Linked DNA regions of Arachis hypogaea: region 2 is linked to region 1. Evidence: chromatin contacts called from public Hi-C data. All regions are on one chromosome and are shown on one strand. Each heading gives the region's core, a stretch centred on a gene start, on an enhancer-like site or on the middle of the called end of the contact. The rest is flanking DNA. Distances are from core to core; before and after follow the strand shown.

What was found. A called contact is a pair of places that touch in the nucleus more often than the background predicts.
Region 2: a contact with region 1 is called in a Hi-C map of leaf, with 1.9 times the contacts expected there. The contact joins the enhancer-like site here to the promoter of LOC140178316 in region 1. A contact is called at or near these places in 4 of 8 Hi-C or Micro-C datasets (all in leaf).

The regions. Positions count from the first base shown.
Region 1 is chr14:106,146,459-106,149,949 of arahy.Tifrunner.gnm2.J5K5, forward strand. It overlaps LOC140178316, which reads left to right and starts at 2,198. Exons shown (of 7, transcript XM_072214487.1): 1 at 2,198-3,128.
Region 2 is chr14:106,208,267-106,211,650 of arahy.Tifrunner.gnm2.J5K5, forward strand. No RefSeq gene overlaps it. Among protein-coding and RNA genes, the nearest start is that of LOC112742878, 11 kb to the right of the region's middle. Within about 2 kb of position 1,650, at least 2 of the 3 cell types and tissues checked have open chromatin away from gene starts, as enhancers often do.

The DNA of each region.
Region 1 (3,491 bases), core at 948-3,447:
ATGTCCCTCCAAAGATCAAGTAGCCATTTAATTTGACCCATTGTGTATGTTGCAATCGAACCCAGCAGCCAATTAAAGGAACGTAAACCACCAAAACATATATTAAGAGAAATTACGTACATATTTGGTACTGAAGAATATAAGTACATATCACACTGTACGGAGATTCTGCATATATATTCCAAACTTATAAATGATTTGAAGAGTAACACAATGAGTAAATACTAAATAGTGATGCATGTATAATTAATTGACAGATTCGTCATTTATTATTTTATGAGATAGAATATAAGTTTGGAAAAGTTTAGGGACCAGCAACTTTGTTAAATTCTGACCAGCATGTAACCAGCAAAAAAAAGTGAGTCATTGGATGAAATTTCACACCAATCTCACACCATTAAAATCATCATTAATGGCTATTTGATGGTTACAAATTACAAAAATTGCTGCCCCTAGTATTCCTCTATAAATTTTATTTAATAAAAAAGGAACATTCTATTTTACAATACTTCTTATGTTAACGTTTCGTGTGTAAATATTACCCGTCGATTTTGTTAATCTTTCTTTCATAAATTTCTAATTATATTATTATTCTTTAAATAATATATATGTATGTTTTCTTAGATATCGTAATATCTCGTCATCTTTAATTTATGATTATAGTGTAAGATTTTGTGTAATAGAGTATTACAAAAGTCGAGTTGATAACATTAATAATAAAATAATAACTCTCTGAATAAGTATATCTAATAATATATATGGGTCATATATAAAATTAATTTTTTTATAAAATAATTATCACTAATTAATTTGTTTAAAATAATAAATCATAAATATATAATTAATTTTTAAAATTATATATGACTAGCGATGAGAGTGAGTGAGGGTGGCGATTACCGGCAAAACGACAGCGAATGATGGCAGGCTGACGAGAGAGAAAGAGAAAGGGAAGAGAAGTGAGGTTAATGATGTTGTAGAAATGCAAGGAAAGGGTTCGCAAATTCAAATTTATGATCAATTTTACCAGCAGATTTATCGTTAAAAAATTCACCAGTAACACAGTTTGTGATCAAAATGGTGCGTTTCATGGTAATAATTACGTTAAATGTAACAGCCAGAGACCACCCGCTTGATGATAGGGATGATAGCCGAAACCCCCCACACTCACCCAGCGCCCCTCGCTGGCACATCGATTCGGGCTCCGGCTCTGATACCATCTGTAACAGCCCAGACCACCCGCTAGCGTGATATTGTCCGTTTTGGCACACAAGGCCTTACGGTTTTGCCTTTGATGATAGGGATGATAGCCGAAACCCCCCACACTCACTCGTCAAAACGTGCCATGATAGGAAGAGGTATCCACACCCTTATAAGACATGCTTCGTTCCCCTCCGCAATCGATGTGGAACCTTACACTAAAATTTTTTTCTCCTCTAATTATTACTAACAAATTTACCGTTAAAAACCGAATTTGACGACAACTTTTTTACTCGAAGAATTTATTGACAAATTTGTCGATAAATCCGCCACTAAACTCCAACACTAAATCCAATAATATTCAGTGTTTTTCTGATAATGTTTGTAACTTTTAAAATTCAACATACAAATTTATATTTCAAAATTTATAAAATAATTATTAAAAAAACTAATATTCAAATACCATATTTAAAAAACTAATGTCTTTTTAAATATGGTGTTAATTTATTTAGTAAATAGATATTGATTTTTCAAAATATGTTGTTTGAATCTTAATTTTTTTTGTCGTTAATTTATTAATTTTTATATTTATTATTATTATACTGAGACGAATGAGAACAAGTTCACTCAAAACTCGAACTCGCCTCCCCTGAAAAGAAAAAAAAAAAAAACACCTCAGAGAGAACCTAAGAGTAATTACCACCTCGATGGAATAAGGGTAAAGCGGATCACTGTAGATTTGGATAGAAATAAGTTTTTGATCCGTCAAAGATTCTCTCCTTCTAGCAAAATATACCAAATTTATACGAGGAGACATACATATTCTAAAAAGGTTCTAGAGAATAGAAATCATGTTGATACACTTTTTTTTTTTTTAAAAAAAACCATTATTTAAGAAAATGATATATTTCTGTCTTTTAATTTAATAATTTTATGATAATTAATTAAGTGCGTGGATCTTTTATAACAATTTCATTTATGTGAATGACAAAAGATTTTTTAAAAGAAATGAAAAGAAAGGTTTTAGTATTATCGAATTTTGTCAAGTTCTTTTTTTCAATTTTTTTTATATATCTTCTAAATAATATTCAAATTAAATGTTTCTAAACTAAATAGGATTACATACAGGTGAACCGCATATCACTTATGAAAAAAATGATGTACTTCATCAAACTAAAATCATTTTTCAAAGAGCTAAAATAATTTTTTTCAGGAGTCATTTTATATAAAAGAATTGAATCAACTCTTTTAAAACCAAAATAATAATTTACTCATATTCAAACTCTTTCTATAATCTTTGGTGAAAATTAGCCAACGGCTCACGATCTATCATCTTCTAATTCTAATAAAAATGTCTTCTTTGCTTTCCATTATATTATCCATGTCTGCCATATTATTTTTCTAAGCATTAACTACCAGTTGCTTGGATCACCTTTAGAGATCATAACACGCACTGAATTGAGTTATAAGTGGACAAAAGTTTATCTTTTGTCATACATATATGAATTAATTTTCGTTTCTCACTCAATTTAAGTTAATAAACAGTGAGGTCATAGTTTAATATGGTCATGCTATAACTTTTCACCTACACCCACTATACACACTTTCTCATCACTCTTTAATTATTAGAAATTGTTTGCTAGCATATGGAATTTATTTTCTAAGTTTTATGCCTACTCCAAAAGAGAAAAATCCAATATTCCACAAGAAAAGTGTCAAAACAGGGAAATTGTTAAGAAATTTCTCAAAAGAAGATAAAGTAAAAAGTGCTATTTATTTAATTATCTGCTCTCTATATATATTGGTAGAGATAACCGATCATCAGATTTTCAGAACTAAAAGTTTGTGCAAGAAATTGAAGAAACCAAAAGCTTGGGCCTGTGATATTTTTTTCACTTTGCAAGGTGGAAGAGATGAGGCACATTCCCAAGGTACTGTCCTTCGTTTCCATTCACGGTTTGGGTTGGGTCCAGTGTTTTGTCTTAATTAGCTTACTCATCTAATTAATTAGTAGGCAAAAGATATCACAGTATCTACTTTCCCCATTTTTTATTTATTTTTATGTTAGGTAAAATTAGGTATCATATGTTATCAAATCTTTGGATTTGTCTATACCCCCTAAATTTCAATTTGTAAACGCTTACTAGTTAATTAATATATAAATGGCAGATAGGAAACAGAGATAGTGAGTTTCAACTACTGCAATTGAAATATTGTAATTTTTAATTTGGATACATATGTTGGATCCACTACTATTCTTTACGAAATCGACAATTCTATTTGAGCAAAGGCCA
Region 2 (3,384 bases), core at 400-2,899, 61 kb after region 1:
ACATATATTTAATGCAAATAAAAAATTTTTGAAATAAAATTAAAACAAAATAAAATTTAAAAATATTTTTAAATTTTTTGTCAAACTTTACGGACAAAAAATATAATTTATCCTCATTTTTTAAAGAACATCAATAAATTTTTTTCCATAGAAGCTCGTCTAATGACCTGTGAATCCACAATTTTTGAAAAATCATTATCATAAACAAATAGCAAAAGAACAAAATTAGTAAAACAAAACTACATGTGGACACTCTTATTATAAGAATTGCAACAAAGGAGCCTAATGCTTGCTTTGCACAGTTTATTAGTTACTTAAATTTCACAACTTTATATCCTGTGGTTTGCCGATCCGCACGGAAGATTCGAATCCATTTAATACCTATTTGATTTTGATCCATCACATAATCGTCCGTACAACTCGGGACCAGCAACGTTCAAGGATTACGTACTGTGGTAACGGCTTGTTCGCATTTTGTCAACCTTTTTGCATGCTTCTGCTCTCAATAACACCACAAAAAGGTGTGGCCAAAATATCAACGTAGATTACTCATACTTACTTAGCTTATTGTTTTATTTTTTAGGTTTTTAATCCAATTCATAAGCATGAAATTGGTCAATATGGTCTTAATGATTTGTGTTGAATATTATTCATCGTTTATTCAGGACCCAAAACAGTATTTTTTTACTGAATTGCATACGTAATACACGAATTTAAAATTTCTTCTCAAACTCATAACTGCTTGCTCGTCAATTTGAAGGCTGTTTAATATTGTTCTACCACATGCATATGATTAGATATTTTTAAATTGTTTAATGATCTAATCCTATTTTTGTAGTGTTTTTCGTGGAACAAAAATTGAAAATATAACTAATCAATATCTTTCGTCAAACATATTTGACTAGCACAATTTATATATAAAAAAGTAACAAAAACTAATTTTTGTTAGTTAATATTAATTATATTTTTTAATTTTAATTTTTTTAATTTATAATTTAGGATTTTAGATTAATAATTTATTATTTAGAATCTCAAATTGAAAATAAATAAAATAATTTAAAAAATTAATTAATAATGATTAAAAAATTAATTTTTAATATTACTCAAAAAATATTAAAAGATTAAATTTTTTATCAATATTAGTTAACACTTTATTTTTATGCTATTAAAATTTAAACTAGTTAAATATTAATAAAAAATAATAAACTTTTTGCTGATCATATAATATTATTTTATCATTAACAAGCTGAAAAATATCAATTTATAAATTTGATAAAAATAAAAATTATTAATTTAAAAATATTTAATAACAAAAAATTAACTAAAAATAACTAACATGTATTTTATTTAATATTTATTAATAATAAATAAATATTAAATAAAACAAATACTTTTTTTTTCTCTCTCCTCTAAGTATTATGGTTACTATTTAATGATTAATTTTAAACAATCAAGTCTACTAATAGTACCATGCAAAAGCCAAAAATGGGTTTGGCTTCACTGCAAAGCAACACGTGGCTGCAGTAATGGTATTTTATTTTATCTCAAACTCTTCAACTTGGTTTTCCATATCTGAAACCGACACGTGGCTTCACGAGTTATGCTTTTTAGATTGCGTACCTCTCATCTCTCATCTCATGCATGATACACTACGTAACATTAACATGCTCCACTAATAATTTTGCATGTGACATAAGAAGACAAATTACTCTTCTATCTTCATAATTTCAGTTTTCACTTCAATTCAAAACTTTGTTTGTACTTGTAATAGCAACAACCCCACAAGGTTCTTGGTTTTAATAATGGATCTAATTGAAAACGAAGCATCATATACGGATGGATACAGTATCAATTAATAAATTGAAGAGGATTTCATTATTCATTTTGAATCACTCAATCACTGTACTATGTATAAAATATCTTTCTAATAAGATTCAATTCTAACTCTCTGGCCATTAGTGGCCATCACCAAGAGGAACGAGTCAATCTCATTCATAATGATGATATAATGATAATAGCAAAGAAAATAAAATATGTGCAATTGAGAAATGTGGCACCATTATTATTGATCGGTCTGTGCTTAAATGTGTTTATATATTCAGCATTAAAATCTGAATTGGCTATTGCTACCTGGGAGATGAAACGTGAAAATTAAACAAATTCTAATACGGATTTGAATTCTCTAAAGTTTGAATTCAATTTAATTTAGAGAATAAAGTGTGATCTTTCACCATTTATTTTATACGTGGGAACAAGAATAAATATGAGAGAGAAACCATTCAAGGGTAGAAGATCATACTTTATCCTCTAAAGTACAAATTTAAAATTTAGAAGATCTAAATTCTAACTAAATCATCAACGTCCCAACTAATTATCAGACTTTTCTATTTGTTCGACCTAAGTTAATTGAGATCTTACAAATTGAATATATAGACTCCTTTTTTTTCACTAGAATAATATATATAGGATAGGCTCTTTGGCATAAATGTTTCCACTCAGCCCAAAATTTCTGTCATAGCTTTTGTATTAAAATTTGAATCCTCTAAATTTTAAATTTTAAATTTTAAATTTGCATCTATTCAGTTGAGGCCAAAAAAGATAATGTTAGCAGACTCTTATTATGCACTGATGCACTTCTGTATTGTGAGGGACAAATTTGAATAGATGTTTTCCACAATTTAAAAATGAATTAATAGTTTAATTTCTTAAAAGATAATTTATTATTTAAATCGGTCTTCTAAAAGTCACAAAAAAAAAAATCGGTCTTCTAAAAGATTTTGTTAGTTATATTTGTCTCTAACAAAATATAAACATTAATCAAATCGATTTTCGTTATTTTGATCATAATATATCATGTTAAGTGCCACATCGTCTTCAGAATAATGGAATGGTCGATTTGAGTAACAATTATATTTTTCAAGAATTAATATAACTAATAAAATATTTTTAAAATTAATTTGAAAAATTAATTATCTTTCAAAGATGAATTTATGTACCCAAATAATTTTTTTAGGTTACTTTTTTTTTTCCTTGACCTTTTCTTCATCAGTACGATATTAGCTTCGTTAAGATAACAATAGTCCTACACAAATTCACTTTTTTGTCATCTAAAGTTTGGCACAAAATAAAGATGCGTTTAATAATCATTATTGTAAAAATGCTAACAAAAATCAAATTCTTAAAATTATTGCATATGAAATATTTGCACTACAAAAGTGTCTATTTTACGAGTGTTTCTTTGTACAGACTCCAACTTATCTGTAAATATAGGTTACAAATGTAAGAAAGAAGGTATAGACTAAAAATTTTTGATATGATAGATAACTTTAATTTGTGAAATTTTGAAAAATGAGCTATGCAGGTAATTTTCTGGAATATGAGAGT